3 separate regions of the Mus musculus genome follow, and all the other regions are linked to region 3. The links are chromatin contacts, called in public HiCAR-type maps. All regions are on one chromosome and are shown on one strand. The core of a region is the stretch at or near the end of the contact, and the rest is flanking DNA. Distances in the headings are between cores, read along the strand shown. Region 1 has its middle 79 kb from the start of Gm46240. Region 2 has its middle 120 kb from the start of Gm33843. Region 3 has its middle 85 kb from the start of Mir3966.

Evidence for each region. HiCAR-type assays count read pairs that join an accessible place to other places.
Region 1: a contact with region 3 is called in a HiCAR-type map of fibro-adipogenic progenitors, with 3 times the contacts expected there. The contact joins two enhancer-like sites. A contact is called at or near these places in 2 of 484 Hi-C or Micro-C datasets (both in uterus) and 1 of 115 datasets of contacts at active chromatin or transcription factors (fibro-adipogenic progenitors).
Region 2: a HiCAR-type map of fibro-adipogenic progenitors shows a contact between it and region 3, with 6 times the contacts expected there. The contact joins two enhancer-like sites. A contact is called at or near these places in 1 of 484 Hi-C or Micro-C datasets (bone marrow-derived macrophages) and 1 of 115 datasets of contacts at active chromatin or transcription factors (fibro-adipogenic progenitors).

The regions. Positions count from the first base shown.
Region 1 is chr10:96,821,191-96,824,436 of GRCm38.p6, reverse strand. No RefSeq gene overlaps it. Among named protein-coding and RNA genes, the nearest start is that of Gm46240, 79 kb to the left of the region's middle. Within about 2 kb of position 1,921, at least 60 of the 459 cell types and tissues checked have an H3K27ac peak or open chromatin away from gene starts, as enhancers often do. A contact at or near this core is called in fibro-adipogenic progenitors and uterus, where this site is marked.
Region 2 is chr10:96,479,106-96,482,190 of GRCm38.p6, reverse strand. No RefSeq gene overlaps it. Among named protein-coding and RNA genes, the nearest start is that of Gm33843, 120 kb to the left of the region's middle. Within about 2 kb of position 1,705, at least 86 of the 459 cell types and tissues checked have an H3K27ac peak or open chromatin away from gene starts, as enhancers often do. A contact at or near this core is called in fibro-adipogenic progenitors, where this site is marked.
Region 3 is chr10:97,336,545-97,339,686 of GRCm38.p6, reverse strand. No RefSeq gene overlaps it. Among named protein-coding and RNA genes, the nearest start is that of Mir3966, 85 kb to the left of the region's middle. Within about 2 kb of position 1,521, at least 61 of the 459 cell types and tissues checked have an H3K27ac peak or open chromatin away from gene starts, as enhancers often do. A contact at or near this core is called in fibro-adipogenic progenitors and uterus, where this site is marked.

The DNA of each region.
Region 1 (3,246 bases), core at 672-3,171, 520 kb after region 3:
CTCTCCATTTTGATTAAACCTCTTCAAAAAAAAAAAAATCCCAAATCATGCCCAGAGGTGTATGTGGCGATTCCAAATCCTGTCGAGTTGACGATGAAGACTAACAACACATAGACTGATGATCAAGTTCACAGTATAAGTTGTCTCCATTGAACTTCTTCTTTTCTAGGAGGAACAATGATTTCCTTTTGACTTGCCAACACATAATCTAGTGTGACTTTTGACTTTCTGTCAATGGGATCTCCTACCTGCCCATTTACTTAAGCTTCAAAAGCTTAAAACTCTAGGCTAGACAGGATTAGTATGTGGTATTGCACCAGACCAGTGAACTCCCTTAAGGGCCTTAGACGTTTGAGAAATGCCATGGAATCCCCTGAACTTGTAACTTGAACCAATGTTAAGTGGTCTGAGGATAGGAAGAAGCCAAGGATCTGAGAAAGGGAAGCTCCAAGAATCCATATCTGATATCACCAGGGCATGGATAAGGCTGTCAACATCATTGGAAAACTTAAACATCCCAGAAGACCTAGCTAATATAGTCCGTACAGATACAGCAAAGGCGAACGCCACCCAGAGGTAATAACGACCAAGCTTGTGCATTCCAATGGCATGACTTCCGGGAAGGCTGAGGGGGTTCAGACCTGAAACAGCTCCCTGCTTATCCTCATAGGTGATTTGACTTTAAATGACTTTAGGCTCCAAAAGGAACTACAAGTTTGAATTCCCTGTTGTGATTCAAGCCAGAAAAGAACATATTACCTTTCAATGACAGGTTTAAGAGGTTTTCAAGCTCAGCAGAAACAGTGTCACTGGAGCCAAGCAGAACTCAGCCATAGACAGTGCGAATCTGTATTTCTGAACAGCTGACGTGTGGCTATTTCAAAAACCTTACACCAATAATCTTCTGTGTAGATGCCCTGACACGCTGCTCTCGGAACTTTCCAGAACTGACTCATAATTAGCCATCATGGTCTGTTCAACCAAGAAGGAGGGATAACTTTATCTCACTTTAAGAATCTGAGTTGATGTTCTTCCTTATCATGTAAATGTCTTTAATGAGTCACTTATTGATATAAACACTTTGTATGGTGTTCTTAGGATTTGCCCAAACCCATCCTTCCTCGTAACTCGTTAGAATGTAAAATTGTTGAACCACTAGAGAAAAAACAAAGTTTCATGGTTCCCTCACTAAAGTTAAACAAGGATCTTTTTTTTTTTCCCGAACCATATGACCCTCCAATTCCACTCCTAGTCACACCAAAAATCATTGGAAACAGATGTTCAAATAAAACCTAGGGCACAAACAGCCATAACAGCAACTTTCAGGGTAATAACCTGCAGGTGGAAATGACCCTAATGCACATCAACAGATGAATGGATATAAAAAAAAAATGTGGCCTGCCCACACAGTAGAATATTATTCAACTACTAAAAGGAAGGAATGCATGAAGGAGGTGCATGCCACAGACAAATCAACTGGAACTCATACCTCACATGAATGAAGCAGACACAAAAAGTTGGAGGTTGTATAGTTTAATGTATTTGAAATTTTCAAAATAGGCAGATCTATAAAGATGGCAAGATTAGGGGTTTCCAGGAACTAGGGCAAAGGAGGAGTTAAAATTGATTGCTTAGTGAATAACAAGCTTGTAAAGAAACAAACAGTTCCAGAAGCAATTGTGGGGGGGAGATACCACCACAATTTCCTGCATGTGTTTATTGCCTCTGACTTCTTACAATGGTGAAAAATGACAAGCCTTGCCTGTCACTTTATACAATGAATGGATACCTATCTTATTTCCCAAGAACCTCTCTTGGGCCCATGGAAATTTTTCTGCAGTACTAACTGAAATGGGTCAACGGTTTTCCCTCGTGGGAAGGAACCCAAGTCTCTGATTGCACCGAGCAAAACTGGTCAGCTGTTTTACAAGGAAAACAGCTGGCACTGAAGCCTGTGCTCTTTAAAGAGCTGCTAGCTGAGCCTCTTCCCCAGGGTGAATTCAAGCTGAAGAGCTGTGATTCTGAGCCAGGTTTGCGTGGGCCACACCCAGCTACTAATAAGTTGTTCCCAACTCTACAGGCCTCATCTTAATAACTAGCTCTTCTCCTACCTTGGAAGTTCCCATAATCATGTGGCCACTCAAATGAGAAGAGCAGAAACCACTGACAATTTGGAGACGAGACAGAGTCCAGAAAAGGAAGCAAAGTCATGAAAATATAAATTTAGCTTGAGGTGTTCCATGAACACAAGGCAGAGGCTTAGAATTGGGGCTTGTTCTAAATGTCCAAACGGAGAAAATAGTGGTGTCTCTGGAACAGAGCCATGTGGGTAAAGCAGTTTCTAGAGCAGAGGCCAGACTCTGGTGTCCTGGATACATGGGAATTTATGACAATATTTGAAAACTTTTGCAACTTATGAGGAGACTTTGGCCTAGCTGGAGACAACTAGTCAGATGAACTGTCTGTGACCTAAAGATGACAAAGCAAGCTGCAAGTAGAGAAAGTTGGAAGTGACAGTTTCCTCTGTCCTGGAAATGCCAGTTAGGAATACTAGCTTTTAAGGTAGAGGTCAGTCTTGAGACACCAGGAGAAAAGGGAAGGTAGGCAGGAGCCAAGCCTTGTAATAATAATAATAATAATAATAATAATAATAATAATAACAATAACAATAACAATAATAATAACTCAAAGTCTTGATGTGACAGTTTTAAGCAGGAAAAATTACATCGTATGATTTAGGTTAATGAAATACTATTCTCTGGTGGCACTGCAGAAGATGGACAGGCGGAAGGAATCTTGGAGCAAAACCAGGAACATTGCCAGGGCAATAGTGACTCTCAAATGTTGCTGGTACAGACCAATGAGGATAAGAATGTAATCTAGGCAATTCTATTCTGTTGGATAAAATGTAGGGAAGGGGAGCACATGGCGGAGTAAAGACTTACTTCTAGTTCAAGCCAAAGGTCATAGCGTCTGATATGTTCTGCTACGATAAACAAAGCCAGTGTACGCCCTGTAGAACGTCTAGTGAGGTTTGCCCAGTGGTTGCCTCTAAGGTCATATTAACCATCCAGATGTGCTAGTCCAGATGTGCTAGTCCAGATGTGCTGGTGGCATATATTCAGTTTCTTCTTCCTTTAAAATTTTCTCACTTTTATTTTATCCAACATATAAAAGCATGTGGGAACGAGTTTCCATACTGTGCATTAATCCGCGACTACATTGTGTGATGTGTGATGTTTAGAT
Region 2 (3,085 bases), core at 456-2,955, 860 kb after region 3:
AAATGCAATGTAAAGGGTCTCTAGACATCTTAGCTCTCATTTCCTAAACTCTGCCCTACCCCTTTCTCTCCATTCCTTCTGGAGTTATCGCACCTTTCCCAAGTGACTTCTGGAGAATTCGACCCATTTTGCTACAACCTTTTACAGGAGCCTGGAAATTCAGAGTAGTCAGGAGATTGGGTTTTGAGCAGTTTCATCAGTTCTTTCTTACTACTGCCTCTCTCTCCTTCACAAACAAGTGGCATTCCCTGGCGTTTGCAACTTTACCTTTTACTTCTATTGGAGGCAGATTGTCTAAAGACTGTTGGTAGCACATGGCAAGGGGGCTCTTCCCTAGCATAGAATTCCATTTGGAAGAGAGGTGTGCTTTTCAACATTACCTAACATTGAGATGTTTACAGAGCAAGGGGAACAGCTTTATACATCTCACACATACTTATTGATGAACCCTCCTGGGAACAGACTGTGAGACACCTACATTTGTACACAAGAAAACTAAGCCACACATTGGCTAAGTGCATTAGCCAAAAATCACACAGCTTGTAAGTGGTGATGTGAAGATTTGAACCCTAATACACCTGGTTTTGACATCTCCTCTTTCTACGACGTTTACAGCTTGCTCCCCTCCTTCTGTCAGGAGCTCACTCTATAGCAAGTCCAGGGGACTTTTCAAAGAAAATGAGCCACAAAGAATACTTGACGTAGGCATTGAGTCGAAGTCGCTGGAGCCTGACACTGTTTTCAAATATTCACAACGAAAGCATAAATGCTTTATGGATGGGCAGGTGGTGGTCTGTCTGATCAGCTTTATTTTTCTAAGTAACAGCGTTAGTCTCAGACTGCCAACCCAGAGACCTGCGAAAGGGTTTGTGGTTTGCTATTATTTCCTGGCACTAACTTACCTTGACAGAAAACAGTCTCAAAATTCCCAAGGGTGGCCAGGTTGTCAAGCCTGCTTTCTTGAAAGAAGGAAGCATTCTCACCTCCAGGAGTTGAAGTGGACGTTTTTTTCTGGCTTAGCAGTTGATAACATTGTTTTTACTAAGCATACCTGCATTTCTCCTTCCACAACCAGACTTTAAGAATTAGTTTTCTCTTTTAATCCCCACAAAAGACTACAGTTCCCATTCACCCCCTTGTCTTTGAACGGTGATAAAGGAGAGGTCAAGACTTGAGGGTTCTCTTGTCTCCTCTCCAGGCACATACAGAACCAGAGCCAGCCCCCTGCCTCCGCTTTCTGGTTGCCTGCCACTCAGCTACACGAGGTTCTTTCTCTTACACCAGCTTCTTTTTTGGCCACCAGTAAACACACTGACCTTTTGAAATATGGAAAGAAAAAGCGCTTTGAAATAAAGCTGGCGCAAACTGCGTTCAGACAGCCTCATCTGAAGGCCAGAACAAAGAGGAGCATAGTTTTCAAGCTGTCTTCGTAATTACACCAAGCAGTTATCATTCAGGCCCCGGTCTGGGTCTGAGCGTTAGCCCCACAAACTGGAGGGCAGGGCGGGCACATAGGCCACTTTGTTGCAAAGCCCTCCAGCAAAAGATCCCACGTGGTTGGTACTGTGTTCCAGGACTCTGGGCTCTTTCCTTTCTTCCTTTCCCCCCATTAAACCCCTCAAGTCTCCTTGGCAGAGGCCCCTAGGTGAGGTAAGTGCCAATTAGCACGAAGAAAAAGCTCGATGTGTTCCAGGTTTATGGCTTGGAGCTGGCTTCTCAGGAAAACATCCTTCTCTCCTCAGAAGCCGGGGTGGGCAGAGAGGATCCCGAGTATGGCTCGGATTTCATTCATTTTTTTTTGCTGCTTCTCCCCACTCCCCTCCAGAAAAAAAAAATCATTCCTTTCTGTGGGTTTTTCCAACTTGAAGTGAGGTAAGCAGACGCTTCAGCGACTGAGGTAATCACGGCAGAAGACTCTGAAACTGGGCTGTTGGGAGAAAAAAAATAGCGCCTTTTTTTTTTTTTTTTTGGTTCTTTCGAAATAAATATGGCCAGAATTCAGAACGAGTAGGTGGAGGAGCGCATCTATCTAATTTAAAGGATTGTTAAAGCCTTTTTGGAAACTTCAAATTTGGATCCGACCATTTTTTTTTTCTTCTGGGCCAGAAGCAGCTTTTTATTCATGTCCCCATCATTGGAGGCTTGCCACATTAGTATGTGGAGAAATGGGCCACCGTGACCTGCAGCTAACATCCCGAATCCCTTAAAGACCAAGAGGCTTAGCAACAGAGGCCTGAAGAAGCAGAGCTACAGGCGAACGACTTCTCTCCTCATTAATCACCCTCCATCCTTCAGTGTTTCCAGAGGGCATGAGGGAAGGCAGATGTATATTTAGATACAGGCAAATAGCACACACCGCCACCACATTTTAATGCACTGTTCTGCGCTCATAGTTTGAGTCTTGTGATTTGGATTTTCATTTGCCTGGGAACAAAGCCTGGCTTTTCTTCCCCCATTGGGAAACAGGTGAGGCTCGTTTCCGGAAGCACCATTCCGGTATCCCCGAAGCAGCAGGCTCCCGGGACCAGAGCTTGCTCTCTGCCACCTTCGTGCTGTCTGCAACAGGTGCTGCATTTGCTAGGCACAGCAGAGGTGAAAGTACCCAACTAATCAAATTGTCCTTTTTGCACAATGGCAAGCAATTGTATCCCTTTGTTCTATTGAAACTGTAGAGATAGCGCTAACGCGTATAGTTTACACGTATAGTCTTTTCAAATAGAGGGAGTGGCAGAGTGAGAGATTGCATCTCACTTACCAAGTCCTACTCTTTTAATGGGGGAGGGGGGTAGGACACAGACAGATTGCGTTTCCCAGACTCCTCTGCATTGGGTGGCGTTGTGGCACATGGAATGTGGGCCAAAGTATTGCGCACAACTTCTAAGACTTGTCCCCTAAGCCCTTAAGCAGTATTGACAAAAGAACTAACAGGTCCTCGAATGACAAAAGGGCCAATAGATTTTGTCCGTTTTCCTTTCTCTCTCCCTTGGCTAAACTGTTTGGCTACCTAAAGCTAGCCCACAAGGTCTTATTCCCTTATATGACCACTGTCTCATTCCTGAAACTAAACACCAAGGTTCAGAAACCA
Region 3 (3,142 bases), core at 272-2,771:
GGCTCCATTCTCTTGATTTCTTTGTAAATCCCCAGTGATTCGGCTCTACTTCTTTTAAAGTGTCTTTGCTAGTTCATCTGTATCTTCTGACATCACCTCCTCTTCCACCCGGAATGTCAGGTCTTCATTATCAACTGGATCAGATTTAGAAAGTCCATGGGGTATTTTCAAGGGAAATTCCAGAAGCATTTAACTGAAGAGGAAAGATCCACTCTTAATGTCAGTAGCACCATACCTGAGATGGGGCTTACACTTCATCTTTATTTATTTATTTTTTTAAATAAGTCTAAGAGGGGAGGAGGAGGAAAACTAGCAAGCCGAGAAAAGTAATACACACCCACTGAATTTGATATTCTGATGAAGACATCTCTCCTCTGAGTTTCAAGCAGAACTTATTCACTCTTTTCCAGAAGCAAATTTCTGGGGATTACCAGCACTGCCATGGCAAAGTACCACATGTCAGAGAGTTTAAACCACAGAGATTGGTCTCCTCACCGTTCTAGAAACCAGGACTTGAAGATCACGATGCTGGCAGGGCTGGGTCCTTCTGTGCCCTCATTCCTTGGCTTATAGATCGTGGCTACTCTTGGTTGTCAACTTAACTGTATCTGGAATGAACTATAATCCAGAAATGGAGGGCATGCCGGCCAGAGAGTTTCTTCTGGGTTTGAAATAGGTGAATAAACTTTTAGTCTGGACTTTTGAGGTGGGAAGACCCAGGCTTTTGATCCAGCTCGCCATTGATGGATTAGTTGGAATGCAGCCTATAAGTTATTCCGTGTGTGTGTGTGTGTGTGTGTGTGTAGGGGGAGGCAGAGATTCATTCTATAAGTTCTGTGATTCTAGACATCCTTAAGAGGCCACATTATCCTATATTTTCACAGGGCCTTTACTGTGTGCAGTTGTATACCTAAATCTCCTCATATTATGAAGACATCATCATACTAGGTCAGTGGCCACCTCATAAAACCAAACAGTGCTTAGTGCTCGCCAAAATAAACCAACCGGTGGTGCCCCATGTTCACCTGAATAAACCAACTGGTCCCATTGCTGACTGGAATAAACTAACCAGTTCTCAGTGCCCATCCCAATAAATCAGCAGAGCTCAGTGCTCACCTGAGTAAACAGACAGCGTTCAGTGGCTGCCCTAATAAACTCAGTACTGTGTGTATGGGGGGGAAAGGGGGGGAAATATTTGCATTAGCAAACAGGAAGTGTTGTGCCGTAAATTACTCTCATGTCACATTCAACAGCTGTGCCTCTGTTAGCTGCTAGAAGCCAACATCCTACAGTACCATATTCAATAATTCTTAGTACTGGGCACAGAGGCCTGTGTCCTAACCAGGGCTGCTCTCGGGCTAACTTCAGCCTGGTCTTCAGCTGAGGCATCTGTGGAACAAGGATCTGTGTAAATAAGTTTCACATTAGTAAGAAAATTGGAGAGCTCATTGTGGGAAAGCTGGGTGCAGTCAGGGATGACTAATAACCTTAACCCGAATGGGTCACAGTGAGCTCAATCAACAGTAATGGAAGGCACTTCAGGTCTTAGGGGATTGGCCAAAAGTAGAATGGCCCTGCCTACACGTTTACCCTGGAGAGCTGAGGCTCTCATCTTCATGCTCAGTCATGCAGAGGCATATATATAAACAGAAGACCAACTAAAGTTCAGCATAAATTGGCTAGGCCTGAATAAAAGTCTGCTGTTGGAAAGTCCTGCTGTTTGGATATCTGTTATTAGATATCAGACATCAGTGAGGATTATTGTTTATTCATAATAGTCAATAGGAATATATATATATATATATATATATATATATATATATATATATATACATATATATATCTTCCTTATGAATGAGCACAAATTAAATTTGCTTAAAGCCACAAACAAATTATGCATGTCATTTACAGATGTAAGGTTTATATCTCCTTAAGAACCTAACATATCTGGTGTATGGAAGATCTATGATTTTTTGTCACCTACATTTTTATTTAATTTATTTCATAACATAGAGAGCTTTGTCATATAAAGGTAAAAATCCTTAAACCAACTCAGCTTGCTATCCTCCTTCTTCCTTCTCTTCTCCTCTTTTTCCTCCCCCTCTTTTTCCTCTTCCTCCTCTTCTTATTCCTTTTTATTTATTTATTTATTTTTAATTTAGTTTAGGACCTCATCCCACTGAAGGTGCTGCCCTTATTCAGAGTAGATTAAGCCTTCTGGAATCACCCTCAGAGACACTTCCAGAACTGTTTCTATGCCAGTTCAATTGGCAATGAAGACTGGCCTAGTGACTTGAAGAGGGAAAATTCCTGGGAGAAGGATCTTGGTCTCCTATTCAAAGGACTGAAATAAGGAGTCACAAAGATTTGCAAAAGTAGCAAACTAATGTTTTTGTTTCTTTCTTTGTTTCCCATGAGGAAGGGTAATGTTCAAAGTCTGGTAAAATTAACAAGAAACAAAAGATTTTTGCCTTTTAAAATGTTGCTAAAAGTAGATAAATGACCACAAAGCATGGGAAAAACAACTGTGAAACAAAATCTTGGTTGTAATAGAACTAAGTTGTATAGACATTTTCTCTTAAGATACATTTTTTTTTTTTTTACAAATCTGACATAAATTTACATCAAACTAAAATCAAATCATGGATGTCAGCTATAGATGTAAGCTTTGTACATTCATTAAGAACCTAACATATCAAGCTGGGTGGTGGTGGCACACACCTTTAATCCCAGCACTCGGGAGGCAGAGGCAGGCAGATTTCTGGGTTCAAGGCCAGCCTGGTCTACAGAGTGAGTTCCAGGACAGCCAGGGCTACACAGAGAAACCCTGTCTGTAAACAAACAAACAAACAAACATACAAAACAAAAGAACCAAACATATCTGGTGTATGAAAGTTCTATTTTTTTCCTTGAACATTTTAATTTACTATTATTTCATACCATGGAGAGCTTTGTCATATAGAGAACTATGTGTGTTGGTTACATACACATTTGAAACTAAAGGACAAAGTTTCTAATGACACTTCCATCATATCTGGCTTATTTATATATAGCATTGAATTATGCAGATTATAAAAGCATTTCCTCTTAGAGACATAAATACTGAATATAATGCTCCAGTGAACACAGAGATTCTAAAGTT